Linked DNA regions of Cricetulus griseus: region 2 is linked to region 1. A link is a contact called in public Hi-C data. All regions are on one chromosome and are shown on one strand. Each heading gives the region's core, a stretch centred on a gene start, on an enhancer-like site or on the middle of the called end of the contact. The rest is flanking DNA. Distances are from core to core; before and after follow the strand shown. Region 1 has its middle 8.4 kb from the start of Spc24. Region 2 overlaps Tspan16 (tetraspanin-16).

Region 1 (5,709 bases), core at 3,072-5,571:
AAGCATATATGCCTGTTTATACAGGTGCACACACACCTCTGTGTGGAGGCCAGAGAGAGCATTGGATGTCACTCCACCTATTTATTTTGAGGCAAAGTCTCTCCCTGAACCCTGGGCTCCATCAGCTTTGTTTGATGCCAGGAAATCCAACCTCCCTCTGCCCCACTCAGGCCAGTGGGTACAGCATGCAGAGAACCCCATCTTGTTAAGTAGATACTGGAGTCTGCACTCTGGTCCTTGGTTGCATGGTGAGTATCCTTAGCTGCTGAGCCCATCGTCCTGCCCACAATTTCCTAGATGAATGAATCATTTAGCCAAACCTGTATTTGTATTTGTTGAGATATATTTATTTGGTTGGTCTGGTTTTCTGTGACAGGGTTTCTCTGTGAAACCTTGGCTGGCCTGAAACTCACTCTGTAGACCACATTGGCCTCATATTCCCTGCCTGCCTCTGCCTCCAAGTGCTGGGATTAGAGATGTGCGCTACCACCTGGCTTTGTTTTTTGAGCCAGGGTTGTACTACGTAGCTCAGGCTGACTTTGAAGTCAGAAACCCACCTACCTGCCTCTGCTTCCAAGTGTTGGAGTTAAAGGTGTGTCTCTCTGCACCTCTCTGTATTTCTTAGCATTGAGACTATCTTTTCCAAACCTCTGTAAGTTGTTAGGAAACTAAGCAGGTTATCCAAAAAGCAAATCTTACTGTCTTTATCTGTATTTGATATTTCATTACATATGTATTTGATCATATTCATCCCGTCATCACACACCTGCCAACCCCTTCTTCCCAACCAACCTCCCTTCTACTTTCACGCCATTTTTCTTTTTTGGTAACCCAGTGAATTTGCTGGGGTTTCTTACAGAGTGTAGGCAAGGGGCTGTTTACAGGCCTCTGGGCTCTTTAACAGTGAACTCTGGAACTCAAAGAGATGCCTGTCTCTGCCTCTACCTCTGCCCAGAGTGTGGGATTAACTCATGTGCCACCATGCCCAGCTAAAATTAAACATTTTAAAGAACAAAGGGAGCCATGGTGCCAACTGAAGGCCTGTCTCTAGAATTGAGAGCCCTGGGAGAAGAGGAGCCAGGAGCTGGGGGGAGGGGGAGAGGCCCTGAGGGCTGAGGGCTAGTGAGGAAGCTGGTGGTGGGAGAGAGTTGACACAAGGAAGCACCTTTAGGACATCTTGCTAGGGCAGATGGAGAGGGAAGAACTCTATCCATAACCCACCCCCACGTCTCAGGGTTGAGACCAATAAAGGAACTTTGGGTAATGAAGCAGCAATGAGGAGCCCGCTAGACAAGCGGCCTGGGTTCAGATTCTGGCTCCATGACCTTGTGCACCTGGAGCCTGCTTCCCCCAGTAATCCCACCTCCTGCCAGGTTGTGGAGGGAACTCTGGACAAGCCTGTCATCTCCTCTGCATCCACAGGGTGGCATGTCCCTTCTTCCTTCCACCTTTTGTTTTGGGAAAGAGCCAAACCGCCTCTGGGAAAGAAAACTGAGCAGCGGCCTGGGAAGCCTCAAACTGCACAGGCTTTCAAGGACTACTTCAAATGACGCTCACTTGTGTGGCAAACAGGATAATGGAGCTTCAGTGGCCTGGGATTTGACAAACTGTAGAGCAGGATTGGGGCTACAATGGGGCACTGCACACGGAAGGTGATGGTCTCACTCCCCACCCCCACACCTCAGTGCCTCAGATAGGGTTTCTCTGTGAACTCCCAGCTCTCACTCTGTGGACCAGGCTGGCCAGCCTCCTGAGTGCTTGGGATTAAAGGCGAGTGCCACTGCCGCCCGGCAGCTCCAGGTTTTTTCTGTTCAAGGCCTTGCAAGGCCTTGCAAGGCCAAGGGTGATCTGATCACCCATGCCTTCCATCCTGCCACTGGGGAGGTGGAGGCAGAAAATCAGGAGTTCAAGGTTAAATTTGAGGCCTGCCTGGGGTCCATGACTCTTTCAAAAACAAATACCTCACTTACCAACATGCACTAAGGAGCTAGAGTTTAACTCAGTGGTGAAATGGCTGCCTAACAAGGGGAATGGGAGGTTCTTGAGGACAGGGTTCCCTTATCTGGTTTCCTGTCTTCTCTGCCTGCAGTTCTCTGGCCTCAGAATGGGGATCAATGAAAGACCTGGATGTGTACCCCAATATGTACAGCAATCATCTGACCCAGGGAGGGCAAGCGGTGGTGTTGCCCAGCATGACTCTATGGACTCAGTTCTGTCCAGGACAGGAGCCAGTCCTGACACACCAACTGCTGTTCTCTGCTGGTCACCACCCCTAGGCTGGTACCCCTTCCAACTCATAGTATCTCAGACCACAGATATCTGTGGTGAACCAGTTTGGAGCCCAAGACTGAGTAAGTCCCAGCCTGCAGGACGGAGGCAGTGGGAGGGTGCTGTACTGTGCAGCCAGCATTCCCTTAACTCCAGTACCACTCCATCTCCCCCCTGTGGTTTTCTGAGATGAAGTTCTCAGGCCACATCACCCCCACTTAGCCTGGGGAAAGTTTCCTGAGACTTCTGTGTCTTGTCTGACACTCCTGACAACTGCTTCCTGCCCTGGAGGAGGAACTCTCTCCCTGCTCTCCTGACCCTCCCTTTGGCCTTGCTGCCTTGGGGGGAAGGGGTGTGGGAAAAACTTGGGGCTTAATTAATCAGCCCCTTACTTGGCACAAGCCACTGGGAATCTGGAAAATTGTCCCTCCATTTGTGGCCTGCGAGCCAGGCTTGACCCAGGAGCCTTCTGAGGCGGCTTGGCGTCTGCCCTTTGTGTGTGCTTGTGTTCTCTTTGCACACCTGAGTTATCCTGATCTTCATCTCTGCATCTCTTCCCTTCCACCCTCGACCCCTGTGCGCAATGGACACTCCTCCTAGCCCTTTAGAGTCCTACTTTCCCACATTATAACCCTTCAATTCATTATCACCAGGTGTAATGACCTCACTCCTAGTTGGAGAGTCTGGTGCCCACCTGGTGTGAAACCTGAGACAAATCGATCCTGGCCTGGGGGCCAGGGTTTAGTTTCCTTTCCCAGATAACTGCTGCCAGGTGTTCTTGGATAGCTCCTGCCACATACGTTTTCTGTTGGTGATGGTGGTTTTTTTTTTGTTTTTTTTTGGTTTTTTTTGAGACAGGGTTTCTCTGTGTAGCTTTGGAGTCTATCCTGGCACCCGCTCTGGAGACCAGGCTGGCCTCGAACTCAGAGATCTGCCTGCCTCTGCCACCCGAGTGCTGGGATTAAAGGCATTTGCCACCAACGCCCGGCTCACATAACAGTATTTTAAGAAAGTGCAGCTGCTGCAGAACCACCAGGCAGGACATTCAACCAGCAGGGGACTGGCCTGGGTAAGGCCTCAGTGGTACAGCGCATGTCCAGCCTAAATGAAGCCCTAGAGTCCATTCCCAGTACCTCAATAGCAAGGGCTCAGCAGGTAAGGGCACTTGCCATGCGAGCCTGGCGATCAGAGGTTGGTCCCTGGAATCTTTGTAAAGGTGGGAGACTGACTCCCTTTCCTCCATATGCGTACATGCCCTCTGTGGCCTGCACCCATCTCCTCGCATACTGTCTCCCCACACACACACACAGTAAAAGGGGCTCTACTAGGAGGCCAGAGGCCAAGGCGAGGAGATACTAGCTCCAAAAAGGCAGGTGACAGGTGGAGACTTCAGTCCCTACGTGTGGTCATGTCCATAACCCACAACTGGTCCTCTGTCCCCCACGGCAGGGCATCTCCTGAGTCCTGAGGAGACCGATCCTTCAAATTTGGCTGCCCTGGGTTCAAATCTAGCCTCATGCTTACTTCCCATGTCTAAGCATCCTTTGTGCTTCATGAGCCTGCCTAGTGGAAATAACTCTGACTGACCACAGCTGACCCCAGACACATGGGGAGGGTAGAAAGACTAAAGGGGCTAGGTCACTGTTGTTGGATGCCCTTTCCATTGTCCTGACAAACCACCTCACCCCTGACAGCTCAAAGGAAGACACTATGCACCCTGGGGGCACCTAGCTTTAGGGCCCATTGGCTGGGAGCCCAGGGGAATGGTTCAGTCTCCGGACTTCATATATCTTGGGACTTGAGGGAAATGGCCAGATGGAACTGTGCTTATTTCCCTCATCTGTATACTGGACTCAAGATGGCACTGGGGCAAAGTCTGTTTGGTCTGAGACTCCATTCTATCTGTGGTTACTTCAGTGTTACCCCTCCCTCTGGCTGGTCTTGAGTATGAGAGCTGCTGGCCACTAGGGTGGCTAGCTCCCTTGAAGGAACAAGCCAGACTGTGGGTGGGAGTTTGGACAGGCAGCTGTAGCCTGGCCCCAGGATGTCCTCGGCAGGAAGCCAGTGCTGGGCAGTGACTCAGAGGCCAGGCATGAAGAGCTGGGGCCTCTCCAGGGCCCTGGGCCATACTCACTGGCCCCCTGGAGTCAGCCCCTGGTGTGCTCCAGTGAAGGGAGTGAGGTGGGTGTAAATTCTCCTGTACTAGAGGGTTAGGGGTTCAAGCAGCAGGCACTGGCCCTTCCAGTGCAAAGCAAAGCAGCTCCTTTCCACAGGGGGCCAGGGCCAAGCCTCATCTGTGGTTCCTGCTGCCCTGCTCCATCTTTTTCCTTTTCTGAAGATTTATGCATCTTATGAGTGTTTTGCTTGCATGTATGTCTGCACTGTGTGTGCCTAGTGCCTGAGGAAGTCAGGAGGCATCCAATCCCCTGAACTGGAATTAGAGTTGTGAGCTGCACTGTGGGTGCAATGAATTGAACCCAGGTTCCCTGGAAGAGCAGCCAGTGACCTTAGCTGTTGAGGCAGAGGCAAATATGGGCCTCTGCCCATGGGTTTGAATTCAGACCATCAGACTTGGTGGCCAGCACCTTTACTCCGTGGCTACTTTCTCCCTTAGTATCTGCAGGTCAGGTCAGCATGTACAACCAGAGTAAGGAGGCCTGGACTGGGTGAGTTCTCTACCCTCACATGGAAAGCCCAAGTCCACAGCAGTGACTCAGCCAGCAATGTGGGACTAGTGTTAGTCTCACAGACACTGTAACTTCCCCAGGGACATAGAGCCATGGCCACTTCCTGTTGTTGGGGTGCCACTGGAATCCAGTGAGTGGACATCAGAGGTGGTGCTAAGGGTCCTATAGTGTGCCCAAACCCTAAAACATTACCCAGATGTCACTGGGGTGGGGGTGGGGTGACCTGGCTCTGTATGTGGTTCAAGACTTGAACACAAGCCTAGAATCTTCCAATGATGGGCTTGGGCCTGGCATGAGGACCTCAGAAAAATAAGGGAGGGTGAGCTGAGATGGCTTAAGCACCTGAGGTGAAATAAAACTCAGGCAAAATGGCTAGTGTGGCAGCTGCGTGGAAACTCAGTGCCTCAAAAGGTAAGGTGGGAGGGGCTGGAGAAATGGCTCTGTTGTCAGGAGCATGGTGTGGCTGCTCTTCCAGAGGACCCAGGTTCAATTCCCGGCACTCAAATGGCAACTCACAGCCACTTATATTCAGGGGTTCCAATGCTTTCTTCTGACCTCCACTGGAACACATGGCTAACACACATACATATAAGCAAAACATTCTTTCAGGAAATATAATTTTTAAAAATGTAATTTTAAGGCCGGGCATTGGTGGCACATACCTTTAATCCCAGCACTCGGGAGGCAGAGGCAGGTGGATCTCTGTGAATTTGAGGCCAGCCTGGTTTCCAGAGCGAGTGCCAGGATAGGTTCC
Region 2 (5,999 bases), core at 2,118-4,617, 120 kb after region 1:
GTGTGGTCTGTGAGGCCCAGGGATCCTCCTTCTTTGATTCCTTGTTCTTACATTACAACACGACAGGCTTCACCTGGCTATTTTGTTTTAATTGGGTGCTGGGAATTAAACTCAGGCATGCAGGATGACTTACAGGCAAGTAGGATGACTGACAGGCAGGCAGGATGGCTGACAGGCATGCAGGATGAGTGACAGGAATGCAGGATGACTGACAGGCATGCAGGATGACTGACAGGCATGCAGGATGACTGACAGGCAAGCAGGATGACTGAGAGGCATGCAGGATGACTGACAGGCATGCAGGGTGACTGACAGGCATGCAGGATGACTGAGAGGCATGCAGGATGACTGACAGGCATGCAGGATGACTGACAGGAATGCAGGATGACTGAGAGACATGCAGGATGATTGACAGGCAATCAGGATGACTGAGAGGCAAGCAGGATCACTGACAGGCATGCAGGGTGACTGACAGGCATGCAGGACAACAAGCTTGCATTTCCATCCAGCCAGGGATCCCCTTTTTATACTAGCAACTTCCCCAGAGGCTGCCTCCAGGGAAGGAGGGAGAATTCCGGGCCACATCAGCACCTGGCTTGCTGCTCACCGCCCTGAGAAATTCTTCCACTGACCTTTCCACTTCCCATCAGAGGAGAACTACAGCACAGTGCAGATGACACCAGCAAGGAAAATTCCTCTGCTGGGCCGATTGTTTTCTTTGACCCCCAGAGGATTTGGCTAAGTTTCAGGCCGGAACTGGCTTGTTTCCCCAAATGAGCTCTTACTTGCTTGGTCCAGGATGTGATCTGGATTCCCATGATCCTCCCTGCCAGGCTCAGCAGGTGCACCCAGCTAAGAGGGCTGCAGGGAAACCAAAGACCTAGCACAGAGGCTCAACACTGTTACCTAAGCATTTAGAGGTCTGAGGGTCAAAAGTTCAAGACCAACTTGGAATCAGGGCAAGCATTTTCTCAGATAAACAAACAGCTGGAGATGTGGCTCGGTGGGTAGCCCACTTTCCTGAGATGCATGGTGGATAGAGAAATAGAGATGGATAGATTTTTTCAAAGCTCTGTTTAGTGTTAGGCAGATGTCTTCACCTTCACACCTCAGTCACCTCATCTGTGAAGAAGGAATAAGGGTAGCACCTAGTCCACTGTGACAGCAAATCCACCAGCACATTTATGACTTTATACTGAATCCCATTGTCAAGCATAGTTAATCGTTACTAGTAAAAGCATTTAAGCATGGATTGACATATAAAGTTCTTAGACTAATGGCTGGTAACTGTGTTAGTCAGTTTTTTGTCACTATGACAAATCAGATGTTTAAAAAAGAGAAAAGGTGCCCGGCAGTGGTGGCTCACACCTTTAATCCCAACACTCAGGAGGCAGAGGCAGGCGGATCTCTGTGAGTTCAAGGCCAGCCTGGTCTACACAGAGAAACCCTGTCTCGAAAGACAAAAAACAAAACAGAGTTTAAGGTGAAGTTTGGAGCAGTGGTTAAGAGCACTTGTTTCTCTTACAGAGGCCCTGGGTTTGGTTCCCAGCACCTACATGGTGGCTCATAATAGTTCACATCTCGAATTCTACGAGATCTAATTCTCTTTTCTGATCTCCAGGGCACCAGGCACACATATAGTACACAGACATACATACAGACAAAACACTTGTACATTTAAAATAAGATAAATTGTACAATAAAAAGGCCCTGGGTGGTGGTGGGGCACCCCTTTGATCTGCACTAGGGAAGCAGAGACAGGTGGCTCTATGTAAGTTTGAGGCCAGCCTGGTCTACAGAGTTTGTTCTAGAATAGCCAGGGATACACAGTCAAACCCTGTCTTGAAATACAAAACAAACAAACAAAAAAACCAAAAAAACCAACAACAACCCCCCCCAAAGCCATCTGAGGCACCTACCACCAAATCTTAGTGCTCACCCCTCATCAAGGAAACTTCTCTTTGGAACAGATGGAGACCACTACAAAACAAACAACCACAGTGCAGAGTGGAGGAGCCCAGGCCCAATGGATACAGTTATAAAGCATCCTTGAGTCTAAGGCTTAGTGAACTTTTTAGAGACTGGCAGAGCCAGAGGTCCAGGGGGTTTACTATGAGATTTGTCTTCTAGAAATATCAGAAGCTGCGCCCATAATGTATCACCAATATGACTACCTAAATGTGAACTAAACAATAGATGTCTCAAAGTGGACAGGGAAAGGCCCAGGAGTCCTCAACCCTACACAAAGAAGTCAGGCAACTAAAGAATTCTGAGGGGGGAGAAACAGCCTCCCCCAGGGAAGAGAATGCCCTTTGGTTATGCAGTACCAAGCGGATGGTCCTGAAAACATACATACAAGTAACATACAGCCTGGGCAGGTAGCATGAAGAGTGTATATGTACGTAGGTATGCATATATGTATGCAACAATGACTAATGAAAAGAGAGGCCATGGATTTGAAAGAGAGAGGGGAGGGTTATATGTGAAGATTTGGAGGGAGGAAAGGGAAGGGAGAAATCTAATCATAATCTCAAAAAGTAAAAGAAAACTTGGTGCGGTGGTGGCACACGCCCTTAATCTCAGCACTTGGGAGGCAGAAGCAGGCAGATCTTGAGGTCAGCCTGGTCTACATAGTGAGTTTCAGGACAGCCAGGGCTACATAGAGAAACCCTGTCTCAATAATAATAATAATAATAATAATAATAATAATAATAATTTATAATATTAATAATAAAATATAATAATTATTATAAAGAGAGCGAGAGCGAGCGAGCAAAAGAGAGAGAGAGAGAGAGAGAGAGAGAGAGAGAGAGAGAGAGAGAGAGAGAGAGGAGAGAGAGAGAGAGAGGAAGAAAAGGAAACAAAAACAGCAAAGAGTCCAAGGCCATCCTTGGCTACATGGCCAGCTGGAGCCGGGTTTGTGGAAGACTCCCACAGCCTTGCTTCCACACAGAGTTAATAAGCCAGAATTTCAAAGTCATCCTCGGCTACATGGAGTTTGAGGACAGCCTGGGTTACAAGAGATCTATCTTAAAGAGGAGAGAAGAGGAGAAGTGGGGAGGGAAGAGAAGAGGAGAGGACTCACTGAATCAGTGGGGACACGGAGCCCTCAGCCAGCGTGTGCCAGGGCAACACGGCGCATTGACTGTTGCCCGGCGCACCTGGCACGAGGTGACAGTTTGGAGGGCCTCACCCAGACGGGAAGCACGCTTGTGTACCCTAAGGACGTGGGCGCGGAGACGCGTCAATTGTTTTCTGTGGCCGTAGCGCCCTCTAGCGACCACCAGGGGATAGATCCAGAATTCACCCTCGCCTCGGCTCCATCAGGCCGGTGTAATTTTGCAGTTTAAGGAAATCATCCTTTAAGCTCAAAATCCTACGAATTCAGCAGCTGACAGTGGCTCAGAATTCTTTGTGGAAGAAACATATTCCTCCACCAGCCACGCGGGGGAGGCAGCGCACTGCTTCAAAGGGTGAAGCCCCTGTGGGGGTGCACAGGCAGGTGGATGCATCTCTGTGAATACAAAGCCAGCCTGGTCTCTGTAGTGACTTCCAGGCCACCTGGAATACATAGAGAGACCCTGTCACACACACCAAAAAAAAGTACACGATTCTCGCTACATAGCTACTTCGAGGTTAACCTGGGCTACATGAAACGCTCAAAAATACAAAAGAATGAGGAGAACCTTGAGGACCTGAGTTCAACCCTCAGAAAAATACATAAAAAAATCCAGTATTTTGGCTGACAAGACACTCAGTGGATAAATGTACTCGCCACTAACCTTGATGACCAGCACCACATTGTGGCTCATGACCATATGTGACTCTAGTCTCAGGGCACCAAATGCCTCTGGCTCTGTAGGCAGCACACATACACAGCATAGGCAAAACCTCACACACACAAAATGAAGGTAAGTACATACATATCATACAAGCTAAAATTTATTAAATTAAAAAACAACAAAACAAAATGTGTGGCTTCAAAGCCCCTTTCTTAATCATTCTGCCCTGGTTTAGTGAGCAACTACTGGGCCAGGATTTAGGGGCAGTGGATGTCAGTCGTTCAAATGGTAAGTACAGAGTACTTTGCCTGGGGGCCCTGGTGGTTCTGCTGCCCTTGGTGGCATATAGGAGGCTTATTGCCTTCACTGTTCAGCGTGGCTTGTTTGGAGAAAGAGCTGAGTAGAGTTTTCCTACTACCGTCAACCTCCCCAGCTGCCTACTGTTTTGTTAGGCTTTTTTAAAATTAATTTTAAACCTGATTTTATGTGGATTAGTGTGAAGGTGTTAGATCCCCTGCCACATGGGTGCTGAGAATTGAACCTGGCTCCTCTGGAAGAGTGTCTAGTGCTCTTAACCACTGAGTCATCTCTCTGGCCCCTTTATAAGGTTTTTTTATATTTTTATTTTTCTGCATGTGTATCCATGTGAGCTGTCTGCCGTATGAATTCAGAGGCCAGAAGCCGGCATCAAACTCCACGGAACTGGAGCTCCAGGTGGTCGCAAGCCACTGGGGTAGATGCTGGGATCCTACCCTTGTGGGGTGTTTGTTTGTGCTGGGATTAAAGGTGTGTGCCACCAAGTCCAGCTAGTTTCCTATTATGATGTGATAAAGGTTGAGGGCTGAGCCAAGTATCCCAGGGAAGTCAGCAGGCAGTCAGAAAGCAGAGCAAGTCAGCTTGAGTGTCCCTTGCAAGACATTCTGGGTCTCAGCACCCAGAGGTTCAGGGAAGATGCTGACTTCAACATCCAGGGTACCCAGGTCTGCACATCACGACTGAAATACACATGGCATACTCTTTCTTGAAGAAACTGTTGTCTTTAGTCAATGGCTTCACGGCTGTAAGTATGTCACAATCCAGGCCCTGGAGACTTGGCAGCCTCCCTTCATGGCCCTCTCCCTGGAAGACAGAAATAAGTTGATCTAAATTGCCTTCCGGATCTGTGCTCCCGGAGGGAGGCTGGAGAGATGTAGGACAGATTGATGAGGAGTGATTCATGTTGGAAATAAATGTGTAGGAGGTACCATGCAACCCAGTGTGGAGATATAGCACAAACGGATACAACTGGGGAGCCTGGATCAGGGATGGAAAAGGTGTAGTTTTCCATCAAATCCCTTGGAAAGGAGTTTGAAAGGCTGGGGATGTGGGTAGAGCCTTCCCAGCTTGCAAGAGGCCCTGTGTTCTATCCCTAGCACAACATAAACCAGACATAGAGGTGCACACTGCATTCAGGAGCTACATGAGATGCTGTCTCAAAAGCAAAAGCAGACAAATCAACCCCACATTAGAAAAAACGGTTGAGTTTGAAAAACTAAGATAGTGTGGTGTTGTTTGTCTCTTTGTTCTGTTTTAATTTTTGTCACCTTGACACAAGCTGAAGTCATCTGGGAAGAGGGTCCTGCAGTTGAGGAATTATGGCCTTCTTCAGAATGGCCTATGGTGATGTCTGTGGAGGTATTTTCTTGGTCAATAACTGATATGGGAGGGCCCAATGTACTGTGGGCAGTGCCACCCTGAGCAGGTGGTCCTGGGTACTGTGAGAAAGTAGGCCGAGCAGGTCACAGAGAGAGCAAGCCAGCAAGCAGCAGTCCTTGGCATCTGCTTCAGCACCTGCCTCCAGGTTCCAGCCTTGGCTTCCCTCAGGGATGGACTGTCAGCTGTAAGCTGACAGTAATCTTTTCTTCTCCAAGTTGTTTTTGGTCACAGTGTTTTATCTCAGTAAAGTTGGACAGATGGTTCTTTTGTTTTAAGATTTATTTTATCAGGCTGGAAAGATGGCTCAGGAGTTAAGAGCACTCACTGCTCTTCCAGAGGTCCTGAATTTAATTCCTAGCAACCACATGATGGCTCACAACCAACCATAACGAGATCTGCTGCCCTCTTCTGGCTTGCAGGCATACATACACACAGGCAGAACATGGTACATAATAAATAAATCTAAAAAAAAAAAAAAAAATTTATTTTATCATTTTAATCATGTGTATGTGTGTTTAAGGC

Evidence for each region. A called contact is a pair of places that touch in the nucleus more often than the background predicts.
Region 2: a contact with region 1 is called in a Hi-C map of the CHL-YN cell line, with 6 times the contacts expected there. The contact joins two enhancer-like sites. A contact is called at or near these places in 4 of 8 Hi-C or Micro-C datasets (the CHL-YN cell line, the CHO-K1 cell line and liver).

Annotation. Positions count from the first base shown.
Region 1 is chr4:134,632,455-134,638,163 of CriGri-PICRH-1.0, forward strand. No RefSeq gene overlaps it. Among named protein-coding and RNA genes, the nearest start is that of Spc24, 8.4 kb to the right of the region's middle. Within about 2 kb of position 4,322, at least 4 of the 6 cell types and tissues checked have open chromatin away from gene starts, as enhancers often do.
Region 2 is chr4:134,755,949-134,761,947 of CriGri-PICRH-1.0, forward strand. All of the region lies in intron 1 of Tspan16 (tetraspanin-16), which reads left to right. Among named protein-coding and RNA genes, the nearest start is that of Tspan16, 21 kb to the left of the region's middle. Within about 2 kb of position 3,368, at least 1 of the 6 cell types and tissues checked has open chromatin away from gene starts, as enhancers often do.